Regions from separate parts of the Sus scrofa genome. Here region 2 is linked to region 1. Evidence: chromatin contacts called from public HiChIP or PLAC-seq data. All regions are on one chromosome and are shown on one strand. The core of a region is the stretch at or near the end of the contact, and the rest is flanking DNA. Distances in the headings are between cores, read along the strand shown. Region 1 has its middle 38 kb from the start of IGF1. Region 2 overlaps NUP37 (nucleoporin Nup37).

Region 1 (5,118 bases), core at 1,870-4,369:
CTGAGGCCCACCACTGGAGAGTCTAGCTCAACTGGTTTGGGATGGAGGCTCAGCATTAGTATTTTTTGTTTGTTTGTTTGTTTTAGGGCCACACCCGAGACATATGCGGGTTCCCAGTCTAGAGGTCAAACTGGAGCACAGCTGCTGGCCTACACCACAGCCACAGCAACACCAGATCCATCTGAGCCGCATCTGTGACCTACACCACAGCTCACGGCAATGTGGATACTTAACCCACTGAGCAAGGCCAGTAATCAAACCTTCAACGTCATGGTTCCTAGTCGGATTCATTTCCGCTGCACCACAATAGGAACTCCAGCATTAGTGTTTTTAAAGTCTCTTTAATGATTCTAAAGTGGAGGCAGCCGTAGGCAACACTGATCTATCAAATTGTGTTTATTCTCCTTGAGTATATGCATAACACTGGGGACTGCTCACTGTAAAGCAGCCTCTACCACCCCCTCCTCAAGCTTGGGCCTGTTTCATGCTCAATTTCATACCACGACAGGGCAGGACACCAGCAGGATGCAGGGGATTTTTGATTTTTATTGAGTTCTCTAAAAAGTGTACAATGCTGAGAACACTTCAGAAAATTAAACTCAACATCCCAAAACAATGATAGATATAATTTTAAAATCTTTGTTAAGTATTTAATGTATATAAAAGGAAAAGGAAAGCTAGACTAGTTCTGACTAGGAACTGTGATAAACTCTAGGCCCATACATGTTGCTGCAAATGGCATTATTTCATTCACTATTATGGCTGAGAAATATTCCATTGCATATATGTACCACATCTTTATCCATTCTGAGAACTTTTTTTCTGTAGCAAAATCCAATAACATTTCCATCCTTTTATAATATGATATTAATATGGTAAATTTCCTTTAATCTAACAGTGCCCTCTTACCCAAAGCCTAGCACATTTTTGTGTCTTTCTTTTGTTAGAAAAGAAACCAGTTTATTTGTCCTATAGAACTGCCTACATTCAAGTTGGCTGGTGGTATTCTTGTGTGCTGGGAAGCATTTAACATGCTCCTCCATCCTATTATTTCTTGAAAACTGGTGGGTAGATCGGGAAGCTTAACCAGTCTATTCTCCGTTTTTCTTTTTTCTTTTTTGGCAGGATGGCTTTATGGGGAGTGTATCAGACACCACCTTGCACCATCCAGGAGGCCTGAAATGTCTGAGTGCTCTATTTTAGTGATGTTAAGATCGCTCAGCTGATGTCACCCCAATCCTTCCATTCAACTTCTGCGTGACAGGATTTCAACACTGAGGGAAGCCACTCTGAGTTTATGATCCCTGCCTAGATTTTCTCATCTGTTCAAGGGAAGAAACAGGACCAAGGATGTTTAATGATTTGCTCAATATCATTTGTTTGTCAACAAATATTTATCAAGCCCTCCTCCCCCCCTGGAAGAATCCACTGCTCTTTCTATGTAAAATTTCATCACTGCTCCCCAGGTTTCCATGTGGCTCAGTTCTTAAAGAACTTGGTAACTATGAAAGCTGCCTGGAGCAGACCACAAGCCTCGGGAGGGTAGGGATCTCTATTTATTCTTCACAGAACTCCTGGACAGAGCATAGTTCCTGGCACAGAATAGGCAGCTGATAAAGGAAGAATGAATGAATGAAATGTTTGCTTAATTAATCTAATCAAAATATGCATGAACTTTTGGGGCACCTTTCCAAACATATGTTTCTCCATCTTCTTTACAAATATACCTCTTCACAAAAGAATTCCCAGATAGTTCTTATCAGGTTCTGTCCATGATTCCATCCCAATATGAATCTTAGATATTCGTAAAGATTGGTGTGATCTTTTGCCAAGTGCTTTTTCTGACAGATCTCACAAGGAGTCGAGGACTGGCTTTAATTTCCCCCAAAAGTTTTGAAGTATCTCACCTGGATGCTCTGTTGCCCTTCTCCAATTTCCAGAGAGCAGCCAGGGTGAAATTTTTCAAGTGCCATTCTGGTCATGCCATCCCACCACTGAAAAGCCTCCAATGTTCTTTCATGGTGCTTAGAACACAGCCCAGACTCCTGGCTGGGCCCCTCGAGTTCCTGCCCATCTTGCCTCATGGCCATCATCTCTCTCCAGCCTCATCTCTTAGCCTTCCTTAGCCCACACTGGCCTCCATTCATTCTGCTGAGCCCAGAACATGCAGCCCAGACCCACTCAAGGCCCTTGCACCTGCTTCTTCCTCTGCCTGGCCTGCTCCTTTGCAGCTCTTCCTGAGGACAGTTATCTTCCCCCTTTGGCTCTCTGATCCTACTTAGGATGGACCTCCTCTCCTTCCTGTCTATTCCATAACCCTGGGTATTTGCATCATAACACTGTCACTGGCTATACTGATCTTAGCTGTTTACTTTTCCCTCTTTATTATCCCCATTCTCCACTAGAATAGAATCTCCATGAAGACAATGCATTTATCATATTCACTACTCTAGTCTCAACAACCAGCACAGTGCTTGGAACAGAAAATGAGCTTGATAACTATTTATTGGGCAAATGAATCAAGGCAAACCATTAAAAGCCTGTGAATACAGAGTGCCTGAATCCTTGATCAGCCTGCCTGCTCCCCTCAACCTGGTCCTTACACCCCCGCACATAGCTAAGCCTTTTGACACACTATAGCTCAACTTGGCCACAGTCTCTGGGAAAGGTTGAAGTAGCCCTGATTTGCTTAGATCTCACATCAAATTCCCTTAATGTTAGGCCTTCTCCCACCTTGGACCCAAGATCTAACTCCCAAGATTGTTGTTTATTCTTGGACCTAAACATTCATATCATTTCTGAGGTCATACACAGACTCTGCCTTGTTTTCCCTGCTTCTCTGTCTGCCTCATCCCTCGTCACTCCCCTCCCACCCTACAAGTTAGAGCTGTGGTCCTTAGGCCAGGCCCTGTGCTGGAGCCATGCTGCTGCTGCTGACCTGGTGGGCCTCTTCTGGATGTGTCCCCATGTCTCCCATCAAAGTCTTTCCTATCCCCCTCCCCACAACCTTTGTCCAAAGCAGCCAACTGCCAGAAGATGGGCCAATGTTAAAGGCTGTCACACAGAGCAAGCAAATGTGGCCTGCCCCTCCTCCTCAGAACCGGGAAGGGTTCCCCAAGATCTTGAAAAGGAAGAGGAAGTGGTCTGTTGCTCTCATAAGCACTTCAAATGAAAAGAAATGTCAGCTATATCCTTTTTTTAGATTTCACATATGAGTGATATCATATGATGTTTGTCTCTCACTAACTTCATTTAGTATGATAATCTCTAGGTCCATCCCTGTTGTTTCAAATGGCATTATTTAATTCTTTTTTATGCTGAGTAATATTCCATTGTATGTATTACCATGTCTTATTATCCATTCCTCTGTCAATGGACATTTAGGTTGCTTCCACTTCTTGGCAACTGTAAATAGCACTGCTATGAACATTGGATGCATGTATCTTTTTGTATTATAGTTTTCTTTGAATACAGTTTTCTTTCTTTTCCCAGGATTGGGCTTGCTAGATCATGTAGTGAATTTATTTGCAGAACGGAAACAAACTTAGAGACTTTGAAAACAAACTTATGGTTACCAAAGGGGACAGGTAGGGGTGGGGGAATAAACGAGCAGTTTGGGATCAGCACATGCACACTGTGGTACATGGAATGACTGGCAACAGGGACCCGCTGTGTAGCACAGGGAACTATACCCAGTATTTTGTGATAATCTATGTGGGAGAAGAATCGGAAAAAGAAAGGAGGTGTATATATGTATCAATAAATCACTTTTTTTTGGAAGGAAGAAATGATCACAACATTGTAAATCAACTATGCTTCAGTAAAACGTTTTTAAAAGTTCAGAAAAAAGAGTAGTTCCTCAGTTACACGCACATACAAAAAGAACTGTCAGCATTTTAGATTCGAACTATTAAGTTGAACCACACGAAATCGCCAGTTTGCTACCTACCAAAAATAGAAGGTTTATATCACTCAGCCACAACATCTCTTGGCCTGCTTCTCCCACTCAGACATGGCACACAAAACTATTGTCAGCTGTCTTGGACTAATCTGGAGTGAAGAAAATATGGATCATAATTAAAGGGTGAAGTCCAGGTCCAAATTCTATGGAAGGGAAAGCCTTCCCAACCTGTGTGCTACTGCTTAGGATACTTGAAACCAAAGGATAAGGAGGGAATATTGGTTAATCACTCACTCCCTCAGCACAAGTGCATTCAGGCCCTACTGTATACTAGGCATTATGCCTTTAACCTAACATTCTCTTTACACTTTAAGTTTAGTCCCAGCCTTGCTCTTCCTTTTGAGGAAGGCCTTTGGGTTATGACAGAAATAGCACTGGTTTAGAGTCCAAAAAACCATGGTTCAGCTCCTAGGTGTGTTCTTAATTAGCCTGATAACCATGGGGGGAATTTCAGACCCTCTCTGAGTTTTCAGCTTCCTCATTGATAAATGGGTCTTAAAAAACCCCACACTGTACATTCAGGATGAAATAAGTTGATCCACATGGCAAATACACTTACTATGGGCAAGTTCCCTTCACTCCTCCTTTTTTCATAAACACTTGATTTGTTCTCAAGTTTCCTCAGAGAAGCTATGACCCCTGGTTTAAATAGGTTTGTTCAAGTTGGAGCAGACACATATTGGTTAATCACTCATATTAAGTGAGATAAAAGTCTGGGGCAAGGTTCATAGACACCAGGTTAAGAATTCCTGGTGGAAGTTTAGGCAATTCAATACTCAGAGGATGTGCCTGATCCCAAATGATCAATGTCTCTGTTTGCATTCTTGTTCTATTTTCAGATGTTTTATAAACACAGCAATATCAAAGAGCAATATCAGAGTTCTGCTGTCACACTGGACTTTGTCACTGCCCAGAGCCCTTGGCCAGTGTTTTCACTGATCATGACTAATTGTTGGCAAAGCTGCAAGGAGAAGTCATTCTCATATCCTGCTGGGGGAAGTGTAAATTGAGAACACCTTTTGGAAGACAATTTGACAGTCCAATTAAGAACCCAGAAATGTATATAAATTATATATTATAAGTTCACCATTAAGACTATCTTGTGAGAAAGTAATTCATCAGATGTTTGTTTATAAAATTTGGGGGGGGGATCCTCA
Region 2 (5,118 bases), core at 1,660-4,159, 370 kb after region 1:
TCAGTCTCTGCCTCTGTCTTCACATATCTTTTCCTGTGTTTCTCCTTTTCTGGGTCTTATAAAGACACTCATCACTGGATTTAGGCCTATTCTAAATCCAGTCTGGTCATCTTATGATCCTTAACTTAATTATATATGCAAAATCCTAATTCCAGAGAGGCTATAACAGGTACTAGGGGTTAGGACTGGACATATCTTTGGGAACCACTATTCAGCCTTCTATAGATGATATGACATTCTTATGCACTGTGTATATACACAGAAATACAAAATAAACTATGCACTAATGTAGAGTGTAGCCTTTTATATAAACTCTTAGAATTCACTAGATAACCAAGAAAGGAAAAGCAAAAGGCTTTTTATAGTGAGAACTATAGAACATTGCTGGAAAAAATGAAAGAAGACACAAATTAATGGAAAGACAGCCCATGTACATGGATTGGAAGACTTAATTTTATTAAAATGTCTAAATTACCCAAAGCAATCCACAGATTCGGTACAGTCTCTATCAAAATCATGGGGGGGGGGCAATTTTGAGAAAGAAAAACAAAACTAAAGCCCTCATCTTTACTGACTTAAAAACATAAAGCTTCAGGAGTTCCCATTGTGGCTCAGTGGTTAACGAATCCACCTAGGACCCATGAGGTTGCAGGTTCGATCCGTGGCCTCGCTCAGTGGGTCAAGGATCTGGCATTGCCGTGAGCTGTGGTGTAGGTCGCAGATGCTGCTCGGATCTGACATTGCTGTGGCTCTGGCATAGGCCAGCAGCTACAGCTCTAATTACACCCCTAGCCTGGGAACCTCCATGTGCCGCAGGTGGGGCCCTAGAAAAAGACCAAAAAAAAAAAAAAAAAAAAAATACAGCTTCAGTAATCAAAAAAGTATGATACTGGCCTGAAGACAAACATACAGACTAGTGGAACAGAGTAAAGAACCCAGAAACAAATCCTCACATGTATGGTCAAATGACCTTTGACAGAGGTGTAAAGGCTAGACAATGGGAAAGGATAAATGGTGTTGGGAAATTTTGAATATGGATGCCCACATTCAAAAGAATGAAGTCAGACCTTTATACCATCTACAAAAACTAACTCAAAATGATTTAAAGGCCTAAACATAAGACCTGAAACTATAGAACTCCTAGGTAAAAGCATGGGAGAAGGTGAATCTGGGATAAAAACCAAGAAAAATGACCTCAAACCCCTCTCTCTTCAATGAATATTCTGCCCATTCATTTTCACACCCGACATAGCCAGCTTATCCAAGAAGCTTAGGGCAGCTACTCATCTCAGTCTGCTCACTCTTCCCTTGAGCATGTAAATTCTCACTTTGCTTGTTTGACCTCCATGTGATATCTTTGAATTCTTTCTGCAATGAGACAAGAACCTACTCTCTGAAACCCTCTTTCCACCCTTCTTTGCTCCTCTTTGCTTCATTTCACTCTTTCCTGTACACTAACTTCTTGTGGCTTCCTGTCCACATGGCAGAATCCTAGTTCTAGGAGTGAGAACCCAACTGGCTGGCTTGGATCCCCTGGCCAAGTCCAGCTAACATTGCTTAACAGGGACTAGGTTTACCCTCCTGCTGAAAAAGATTAAACACACAAAACGTAGAAGTAATGGTTTTTTAACATGGATATCAGGTAGTACAGGAAGTCACCCTTGGTTGGTTCAAGATCTGAGTCACAGGAGGATCTCCTTGAGCCTTCAGCCAAGTACTGATCAGCCTGGAAAGAAACTGCTAGAAGCCAGGAAAAGAGCCACCTAAAGCATTAGAAGTAACACTTCTTGGAGCCTTCTCAAGACCTGGAATGTTTTTTTTTTTAAACCAGTCAGAATAGTAAGCCTTATAATTCACTACTATCCAGTAGAGCATTCAGAAAAGAGTCATCAGTTTAGTCCTCCAGTCTGCTCTGATCCTGCCTAACAAAGATTAAAATCTAACCTGAAAGAATCCAACTGTTTCCAAGTAACTTAACTGCATCCCAGAACAAAGCTCAAAAATATTTACAGAAATACAAAAAATATCCACCATCCAAAGGGTAAAATTCATGATTCTGGCATCCAGCTAACCCTCAGCTGAGGAAAAGAAGCAGAGAATGACGAGGAATGAACAATGCTTTATCTCAGAAAGTCTATGAATCACCACCTCTCCCATCTTGAAAAATACGGGAGTTCCCATTGTGGCTCAGTGGTTAACAAATCCGACTAGGAACCGGTTTGCCAGTTTGATCCCTGGCCTTGCCGGATTAAGGATCCGGCATTGTCGTGAGCTGTGGTGTAGGTTGAAGACACAGCTCGGATCCCGTGTTGCTGTGGCTCTGGCATAGGCTGGCAGCTATAGCTCCGATTAGACCCCTAGCCTGGGAACTTCCATATGCTGTGGGAGCAGCCCTAGAAAAGGCAAAAAGACGAAAAACAAAAAAAAAAAAAAAAAAAAACTTTGTCCCCTCTTAGTGAAAATGTAAAATGATGCTGATGCTGTAGAGACAGTGTGGCAGTTCCTCAAAAAATTAAAAATAAAATTACATGTGACCCAGTAACTCCACTTCTGGGTATATACTCAAAAGAAATGAAGGCAGAGTCTCAGAGCTATTTGCACATTATTCTCAATAGCCAAGAAGTAGAAGTAACCGTAAATACCCGTCAACAGATGAATGGATACAGAAAATGTGGCGCATATATGCAATGTAATCAGCCCTCAAAAAGAAGTAATTCCTGTCATCTGCTACAACGTGGATGACCTTGCTAATGTAATGCTAAGCAAAATAAGCCAGTCACAAACAGACAGTTCCTGCATGATTCCACTTATAAAAGTATCAAAAGTAGTCAAACTTTTGGAAACAGAAAATAAAGTAGTGGTTACTAGGGCCTGGGGGAAGGAGGAACTATTGTTCACGGGATCCTGAGTTTCAGTTTTACAAAATGAAATGTTCTAGAGATCTATTATGTAACAATGTGCATAAACACTAATGCAGTGTACACTTAAAAAGGGTTATGATGGCAAACTTTATGTGTTTTTGGCCTCGGTCTTTTTTACAAGTTAACATAATAATCACAAAAAAATTTCAAAAATACAAAAAAGAAAGAAAAATATGTCCTGAATAAAAAAAAAATAAACTGTACTAGACCAAAATTTGTTTCTTGTTTTTAAACTGTATAGGAAAGCTACTAAAATTAAAAACTACAAAGCTGCTTCTAAGTCACGCTGTTATTTCTAGAAAATGTGGGGATTTCCTAAGACCTTTTCCTCTCCGGTGGCTCGCATTGACACACAGACACCTCGGTTATGTGTCTTTCCCTCTGAACTCAAGGAAAGGCAAAGATTGGAAAATTTGAGCTCTGGTTATGAAAACTTTATACAAGTATAGTCCCAGTTGGGGAGAGAAGATCTATAGTTGACCCCTGAACAACTGCAGGAGGGGTTAATATAATTTTTAAACAGCCCTCCCTATCCAAGTTTCCTCCACATCTAATTTCTGTATGTTTTCCAAAAAATTCAAGTGCCTCCTACTTTCAGTAACAGCTGCATAACATTTTTTACAACAGACCTATAACATCCCTCTTCTGCCTTAAAAAAAGCGTGATTATAAATTATGAAAACGGCTTTGGTGATGGGGGGACTTTCACCTACACAGGCTAAGAATGTTTTTGTTTTTGTTTTCATCTAGATTCTGTACTTCTGCTGCCGATATGAAGATTAGATTATTTACTTCAGATCTTCAAGATAAAAATGAATACAAGGTATGTTGTCAAGTATAATTTTTAAATTTCTTTTGATTTTTAAATTGGATTTATTCTAATTTAAAATGTCTTTGTGGTTGTCTTTTAAAAAGGTGGTTTGGGACCTCATTTACTCTACTTTTGGGGGCTATAGTAAGCAACTAAGTTGATGATAATAACTGCAGATTACAAATCTAATGTTACGTATTAAATTAAAAATTAGGTAGGCACAGCAAATGAGCAAGAATTAGATTCAGTATAATAAACATGAACACACATAGAGTACGAGTTGAATTTCAAGGGGACAAATTCAGTACAGCATAGTGCAAGGCAGGATTAGAAAATGATTAAAAGCACAGACACGGGGACCAGACCATCTGGGTTTGAAGCCCAACTCTACCACTGTAGTAATAGTACGACTTTGGTCGGGTTCCCAAATCTTTTTGTTTTCATTTCCTTATTTGCAAAATGAGAATGATCATAGCATCTGCCTCATAGGATTATGAGCATTAACTGAGCTGATTCATATAAAACACTTAGAACAGTGCTTTGTACATTGTAAGCCCTGTATATATGCTTTCTATTAGTGTAATAAATAGCCCTGTAAAACATGTCAGAGGAAGACAAATACTGTATGATCTCACTTATGTGTGGAATTTTTAAAAGCTGAACTCATAGAAATGGAGAGTAGAATGGTGACCATCAGGGCCTGGGGGTGGGTGGGAAAAGAGGAGATGATGATCAAAGGGTACGAACTTCCAGCTATGAGTAAGTTCTGTGGCTCTAACAGACATCATGATGAGTGTAGTTAACAATGCTGTATTGTATACTTAACAGTTGCTGAGAGGGTAGATCTTAAGTGTTCTCACCACAAAATAAAAATAATAATTATTCTAAGTGATAGAAGTATTAAATAACCCTATCATGGTAGTCCTTTCACAATATATATTATGTATATCAAATTATCATGTTGTACACCCTAAACTTACATGGTGTTGTGTATCTCAATAAAGTGGAGAAAATTAAATAAATAGCTCTCATTTGGGTTGAAATTGAATCATGTTTTTTATAAGAACAGCATTGCCTTCTTGACTTTCTAATAAATCAAAAATATGAATAATGTTATAAAACAGAGATAAACTATAAACCTTTCCAATCATTTAGAAAATAGGGAAAGTTACTCTCTAAGCTATATATAGTTTTACCATAATACAGTGTACTATATATATTAATTTAAAACTGTGTCAGAGGAATTCCAGTAGTGGCACAGCAGAAACGAATCCAACTAGGAACCATGAGGTTGCAGGTTCAATCCCTGGCCTCGCTCAGTGGGTTAAGGATCCGGCACTGCCATGAGCTATGGTGTAGGTCGCACAGGTGTGGCTGTGACGTAGGC

Evidence for each region. HiChIP or PLAC-seq counts read pairs in DNA pulled down with a chosen protein or histone mark.
Region 2: an H3K27ac HiChIP or PLAC-seq map of alveolar macrophages shows a contact between it and region 1. The contact joins two enhancer-like sites. A contact is called at or near these places in 2 of 2 datasets of contacts at active chromatin or transcription factors (alveolar macrophages and skeletal muscle).

Annotation. Positions count from the first base shown.
Region 1 is chr5:81,740,867-81,745,984 of Sscrofa11.1, forward strand. No RefSeq gene overlaps it. Among named protein-coding and RNA genes, the nearest start is that of IGF1, 38 kb to the right of the region's middle. Within about 2 kb of position 3,120, at least 5 of the 83 cell types and tissues checked have an H3K27ac peak or open chromatin away from gene starts, as enhancers often do. A contact at or near this core is called in alveolar macrophages, where this site is marked.
Region 2 is chr5:82,106,617-82,111,734 of Sscrofa11.1, forward strand. It overlaps NUP37 (nucleoporin Nup37), which reads left to right. Exons shown (of 10, transcript XM_021092659.1): 4 at 3,671-3,743. Among named protein-coding and RNA genes, the nearest start is that of PARPBP, 17 kb to the left of the region's middle. Within about 2 kb of position 2,910, at least 16 of the 83 cell types and tissues checked have an H3K27ac peak or open chromatin away from gene starts, as enhancers often do. A contact at or near this core is called in alveolar macrophages, where this site is marked.